2 separate regions of the Sus scrofa genome follow, and region 1 is linked to region 2. The links are chromatin contacts, called in public HiChIP or PLAC-seq maps. All regions are on one chromosome and are shown on one strand. The core of a region is the stretch at or near the end of the contact, and the rest is flanking DNA. Distances in the headings are between cores, read along the strand shown. Region 1 holds the start of WASHC1 (WAS protein family homolog 1). Region 2 holds the start of FKBP4 (FK506 binding protein 4, 59kDa).

What was found. HiChIP or PLAC-seq counts read pairs in DNA pulled down with a chosen protein or histone mark.
Region 1: a contact with region 2 is called in an H3K27ac HiChIP or PLAC-seq map of alveolar macrophages. The contact joins the promoter of WASHC1 here to the promoter of FKBP4 in region 2. A contact is called at or near these places in 12 of 47 Hi-C or Micro-C datasets (alveolar macrophages, embryonic fibroblasts, epiblast stem cells and 7 more) and 2 of 2 datasets of contacts at active chromatin or transcription factors (alveolar macrophages and skeletal muscle).

The regions. Positions count from the first base shown.
Region 1 is chr5:67,410,914-67,414,101 of Sscrofa11.1, reverse strand. WASHC1 (WAS protein family homolog 1) reads left to right here and starts at 1,694. Exons shown (of 12, transcript NM_001244483.1): 1 at 1,694-1,722. It overlaps LOC110260591 (formin-like protein 3), which reads right to left and starts at 2,722. Exons shown (of 3, transcript XM_021091247.1): 1 at 2,670-2,722; 2 at 1,525-2,164; 3 at 991-1,008. The coding sequence starts at 2,722. The coding sequence ends at 991.
Region 2 is chr5:67,319,683-67,323,169 of Sscrofa11.1, reverse strand. It overlaps FKBP4 (FK506 binding protein 4, 59kDa), which reads left to right and starts at 1,542. Exons shown (of 11, transcript NM_001195337.2): 1 at 1,542-1,716. The coding sequence starts at 1,612.

The DNA.
Region 1 (3,188 bases), core at 445-2,944, 91 kb before region 2:
AAAGCCAGGGATTGAACCTGAGTCCTCATGGATACTAGCCAGGTTCGTTTCTGTGCACCATAATAGGAACTCCTGGCTTGCTGTATTTTTATCTGGCAACCCTGAAAGAGAGGAGCCAAGAATTTTGAGACAAGCCAATGGGCTCCAGGAGCTACTACTACAGGATCTCTGGACTGACACTTCCTTTATATATTTAACTTTTATTTATTTATTTATTTATTTATTTATTTATTTTATTATTTTCCCACTGTACAGCAAGGGGGTCAGGTCATCCTTAGATGTATACATTGCAGTTACAGTTTTTTCCCCCACCCTTTCTTCTGTTGCGACATGAGTATCTAGACATAGTTCTCAATGTATATATTTAACTTTTAAATGTCTCTTTTTTTAAAAGTCTAGCTATTTTTTCTTGTAGAAACAAAATTTTAACATAAAATTTGCCTTTTTAAACTTTTTTTTTTTTTTTTTTTTTTTTTTTTTTTTTTTTTAGGGCCGCACCTGCCGCATGTGGAAGTTCCCAGGCTAGGGGTTGAATTGGAGCCACAGCCACAGCAACTCAGGGTCCAAGCCCAGTCTGTGCCCTACACCACAGCTCATGGCAACACCAGATCCTTAACCCACTGAGCGAGGCCAGGGATCGAACTTGCAAACTCATGATTGCTAGTCGGATTCTTTCCACTGTGCCACAACAGGAACTTCTTTAACCATTTTTAAGTGGCATTACATACATCGTGGTGCAATCATCACCACTACCAATCTCCAGAATTTTTTCATCATCCCAAACTGACATGTTAAAGAAAACCAGAGTCGCACAGTAATAAAGCAGATTTTACTCAGGACTTTGCAACAGGGGGGAAAAAGGTAAGTATAGAACCGGGGTCAAGTCCAAATACAGCATGGACAAGTGGCAACTTCTAGCCAAGGAGGTGGGGGGGATTATTAAGAGGGTAGGGTAATTCTTAGCTAGGATTCTTGCTGCAAGCGGGCAGGTCAGGAATGGGACATCACCTAGGGACAGCGGTGGGGGCATAGGGAATTTGGTCAGACACCAGGTTGGTCTGCTAGAGAGGCGTTGAGGGGGGTGACTCTGGCTAAAGTGAGTAACAGGAGTCTCACAAAACTGGGCGACTCAAGAGCAGGTCTAGTAGAGAAGAGGACTCGGAAGAGCCTGATTAAAGTGTGGTCAAGGAGATACTGTCACCAACTCTATCCGTTAAACAATAACTCTCTCCATCGTTCTGGTTCTGTTCGGATCTGATGGTTCAGGGCACCTCGCATAAGTACACACATAAGTGTACCCCATTTGTCTTCCTGCGGCCTGCTTGTACTTTATACACGAGGGCGGGAACTGGGCGGGCTCTGGGCGGGAGCTCCGCCCGCGGAGGCCAAGACCTGAAAATCTGGGCTGAACGAGTCAGTCAAGCGGGTCGCCCAGGAAAGGGGGCGGGGGCAGAGCGGGGGCGGGGCCGCGCGGGGCGGGGCCGCGCGGGGCTGCGCAGGGGCGGGGCCGCGCGGGGGTCGCACCCGGCGGGCAGTCAGGCGGAGCTGCTGGGCCGGCGGAGTGTCTGGCCTTAGGGAGCCAGGCGCCGGCTGGCGGCTCCAGGCCAAGAGCGGCGGCGCGAAGCGGGCGGAACTGGCGTCTCTAGGCGGGGCCAGAACTCTGGGCCGGGAGCGTCGGGGAGGCGGAGCGGGAGGCGCCGGGGCCCGGCGGGCGGTGCGCAGGTGAGGGCACGGGCCTGGCCGGGGCGCGCGGGGCGGGGGCGGGGACGGGACGCGGAGGGGACCCGAGGAGGCAGGAGCAGGAGCGGCTTTGGGAGGCTCAGGTCGAGCCGCGAGCTGAACGGCGAGCCCGGGCCCGGTGACTTCCGCCTCGGCCGCTGGCTGGTTGCCCGCCCGGAGGGGCCGGCCTGGGCCTCCGTAGGCGGGCCCGTGCCCTCCGCACCCGGGCCCTGGGCGCCAATCCTCCGCCCGCCCGCGCTTCCCGGGGAGCCCCTGTCGGTTCTCAGGGAGGATCCGGCTCCAGCATACACTTCCTGGGTCCTGGCCCGGTCCTTCGGGCCTGCCTACCTCCACCCCGGGTCTCTGCACTGGATGCTTAGACCCTCTCTTTGCGGCCAGCGCTCCGGCCCCTGGTTGACTCCACACCTGCTTGGGTTCCGATTGCCTGCAGCCAAGCCAGGTGTCAGGGAGGGGTCCTGAGCACTTCCACAGTTATAAACAGCATTGTGAGACAGGGGTATACTGTATGTTCACTTCCCTGGGAGAAGCCACAGGTCTTAGTTTTTAGGGAGCCACCAGATTCCCTAAGGTATGAGTCGCATATGTGACTTTAAAAGGAAATGGTGAAATTAAGTAATACATTGTATTTAGCCCACTATATTTAAAATGTCATTTCAGCAGGTAATCAATATTTAAATTTTAATGAGATTTTTTTTCTTTTTTTTTTTGCTACTAAGCCTGAAATTCAGTGTATATTTTACACTTAAACTACATCTTGGTTCTGACTAGCCCATTTCAAGTGCTGACTAGCCCATGGAGCTAGTGGCTGCTGTATCGGATGACGGTATCTAAGGATTTCATTCTTGGTCTGCAGGCTCAAGTCCAGACTCCTTGCTGTGGTACTCAGTGTTTTTCACAGTCTGGCCTCTCTTTCTTTTCCTGCTACTTGCCGAAGGATGGTTTCATCCTCACTGCCCAAACCACTTGCCCTTCCCCTGCGCATCTTTGTTCAACGGTCCTTTCCACCTGGGGTGCTCTCCCTGGGCCTGGTCGGGAGGGTACAGCTTCTGCTGAGAGCTTTTCCTGACTCCTCTGACCTCAGGAGAGATTTATTCCTCAGTGTTCCCTAGTGTTGGATTAGAGCACTTATCACCTGCTGTTTAATTGTTTTCCAGGCTGTCTTCACAGCTAGTATGGCATCCTAATCATCTTTGTTCATCTTTGTTGTGATCTTGGCTGGCACCTAATAGCTGATCAGCACTTGTTAGCAGACAGAATGAATGAACCACTAATTACTTGTACTCGGTTTCTTAGCAGACCTGCTGCTTCTTTGGGTAGGAGATTTGTGCTACCACCATGAGTGTGTTTGTGTGTGTGTGTGTGTGTGTGTACACACGGGGTGTGGTGACTAACCATGAGGAATGTGTGTCAAGATGTGCAGAGAAAGTACCTTCTGCCTTTTACTCTGT
Region 2 (3,487 bases), core at 293-2,792:
TCCAATAAATAGGTGAAGAGCATTATTCTAAAGGGAACTTTTTCTATCCCAACTTGTTCTGCCACTGCCCCATGGCCCTAGCACCCCAAAAACGAGCACACGCTGAGAACAAGCTCCACACAGGTGCATAAGCCAACAGCAACATACCTGCCAAGGCGACAAGCCAGCACCTTAACCCCCATTCCTGTCTCTCAAGAGTTTTGCAGGGCCTTGGCATTAACTTCTCCCGCTAAGGACAAAGGAGAAAACAGATTTAACCTCTAGAGGAGCCACCCCCACCACCCTACGTCCTCAGACGGTGTGCCCAGTCACCCAATGAGAAATGTCCTGGTCCTAGCTAAATACATTTGCCGCACATTGCTGGAGAAGATGGTTTTACTTCTTCGGAATTCCCTTCCAGTCAAATTCCAACAGAGAGGATTACAACGAATTACCTAGTAGGTTACGGCCTTGAAATTTCATCTCCAATTGCCCTTTTAATTACCTACCTAAACATGATAGTTTGGGTAGCACAGCACAGGCCAACACAGGTCGAGGGCTCCAAGAAAAAGGTTTTATTATTATCATTGCTGTTATTGGAACACAAATTCATGTAGCCATGTGCGTGACACCACGGACCAGCACTAGGCTCAACTGGGTCAAGTGCTAAGCAAAAATCAAGGCCCTCCCTACAGGATCTTTTCGTCCAAAGGCTATTGTTTAGGTAACTAGACGCTGCGGTGCGTTGGCCTACCGTCCCCGATGTTCTGCTCGCCACAAGAAGTCCATAAACACTTGGGAACCCTTTATTAAGAAAATATCTCTTCCCATGGGCCTTCAGTAAAATAGAATGTCTTTTTCCGTAAGTTGAAACCGTTTTTCAGTATTAACCGAAATAACAGTTTTATTGTTGTCGGTAAAAGTCCCTTTAATACGGTCCCATTTGAGCCCTTAGCTCAGAGGCTCCTTTCTTGCAAACGGGCAGCTCAGGGCCTTTCACAGAGCCCCAGGCGGCAAGCCTCCCCCGCTCCGGGGAAACCCGGGCTGCCTCCCCCAGGCCCTGCGCGTCGCAGCAAAGCTCTCCACCCGCTTTGCGTTAAGTACGCGCTGCGAGCGAAGCGGGGAGGCCCGCCGGCCGCCCGCGTCTCCGGCCGGGGAGACGCACGCGCGGCGCCCACGTCCGGCTGCGCGGCGTCGGATGCTGCGGGGGATCGAGAAGGATCTGGAAGAATCCGGTTAGACCGCGGGACGGGCGGGGGAGGTTGAGAGGAAGCGCAGCCGGGGCGCGGGGCGGGGGGGTTGTCCCCGGAGTCTGAGGGTCCCAGGACCCGGAGGGCAGGCGCCTGGCGAGAAGAACGAAGCAGAGACAACCTTTCGCAGGAGCACCTAGATCGCCAGAGCCCGAACCGGCTCGGCCGCCGCCGTCTCTAGAAAGTTCTCCCCCCACGTCCCCAGCGGCCGCCCGGCTCCTCCCAGCCCCTCCCTCCGCGGCGGTGGGACCAATCGCTCCCCCGGCCGCCCACGACCCACCTCCTTCGCCCGCCTGCCTGCGCCCGCGCCGAAGAGGTGCGCGAGCCTCGGCCGCCCGCACAGCGCACACTGTCCGGCGCCCGCTCCCCGAGAAACGGCGCGATGACCGCCGAAGAGACTAAGACCGCCGAGAATGGGGCGCAGTCGGCGCCGCTGCCCCTCGAGGGGGTGGACATCAGCCCCAAGCAGGATGAAGGCGTGCTTAAGGTAAAGGGCGGGGGACGCCCCGGGGCTGCGAGGGACGCCGGGGGGGTCCATCGCCGCAGCACTCCAGCGTCCACCCGGGGTTCGGGGCGCGGACGGCCGCTTCTGCAGCTTCCCCGCCGGCCGTTGAGTAGGTCATGCAGCCACGGCCCGGCGCATCGCCTTCCCGGCTGGGCCGCCGGTTCGGAGCGGGAGTGTGGCCACACGCTCGGAAGATAGGTCTGGGCTGAGCCTCCCCAGTCCTCCAGTCTCCAGGTCCCCAGGCCCGGGGAAAGGCGAGAAGCGCAGCGCTTGCTCCCGCTGCGGCGTGCGCTGGGAGGGGCGCAACGGGAGGGCGGGCGCGCGAGCTGCAGGGGGCCCGGCAGCGTGCACCGCCCCTTTCTGCGACCCCGCGACCCCGCGCCCAGCTCCTCCCTTGCGGTTACAGCCGGGGAGCCCCCGGAACGCCAGCGTCTCGGTGTTGCGGAGCCCGCCAACTCCGGCAGTTGAACATTAGCCGGGACGCGAAGTGGGTCCCAGGAGTTATTTCCTGGCCCGCGGGCCTTTGTGCGACTTAGCGCGCGGGCCTGGTGCTCTCCACCCTCCCGTCACCCGCTTCCTAAAGGCTGGGACCCGGCTAGGTCACCCGCTCGGCCATGCTGTCCCCCCCCAACCCCGGTGCATGCCGGGACCTGTAGTTTCCCCCCCCTCCGCGCTCCGCTTCTCCCCCGCCCCGGCCTCCTGAGCGCGGGGTGCAGAGCTGGGAGGAGGTGCCTAGCTTGGGAACCGGCTACCAAGGAGCCAGGGGAGGGGTCTGGGACCCAGGCAGCAGGGCGTCTTGACCCAGGTCAGGACAACCGGCCATGGTTCAGAGCAGGTTCTGCGCTGTCCAGAATGGCGAAATCCTAGCCCAGATTCATGCCCTGTACTCACTCAGTGTCTCTCCTCCTCCTGGCTTCCTGCTGCTCAGCTCCACGTGTATGAGTGACCTAGGCTAGCTGCAGACTTTGGGAGCTCTTAGCTGGGCCAGAAATGCACCTGGCTGCTTTCCCAGTGGGCACGTGGCTTCCAGGGAGGCTCATTTCCCCTTTTATTCTTCAGTCCTTCCCCTCTAGGTTTCTATTCTCAAGTCCCACGTCCATTCCATCGTGGAAACTTTCCCTTAGAGGGTAACCATCCACCTACCAGGTAGCCCACAGAGTCACACTTTATAAATAAAGCGAAACAGAGAGTCTTGTAAGTTGCTGGGACATACCCTGGTTCTGAAACCAAGAACTGTAGTAGCCTACCAGTCGGGAATGCTCAAGTCCTAAGTCAAAGTTTAGGGCCTGGTGAAGAACCCCATGTCATGTATGGTATTTTTGCCTTTTGGCATCTTTTTTTTTTTTTTTTGTTTTTTTTTTTTTTAGGGCCGCACCTGTGGCATATGGAAGTTCCTGGGCTAGGGTCTAATAGGAGCTACAGCTGCTGGCCTACACTACAGCCAGAGCAATGCAAGATCCGAGCTGCGACCTATACCACAGCTCACAGCAACGCCGGATCCTTAACCCACTGAGCGAGGCCAGGGATCAAACCCACAACCTCATGGTTCCTAGTCAGATTCGTTTCTGCTGCGCCCCGACAGGAACTCCCAGGACAGCTGCTATTCTTTTCAATACTCATGTTCCTCTTCTCTCTGAACCAGACCTTGATTTGATGACTGGCATTTAGGAAGAATGAGGAGACTTTTCCCTTTGCTGTTAATAGTTTATTCAGTCTTTTACCAGTGTTGTCCTGTAACAACTCTGATAGGGAC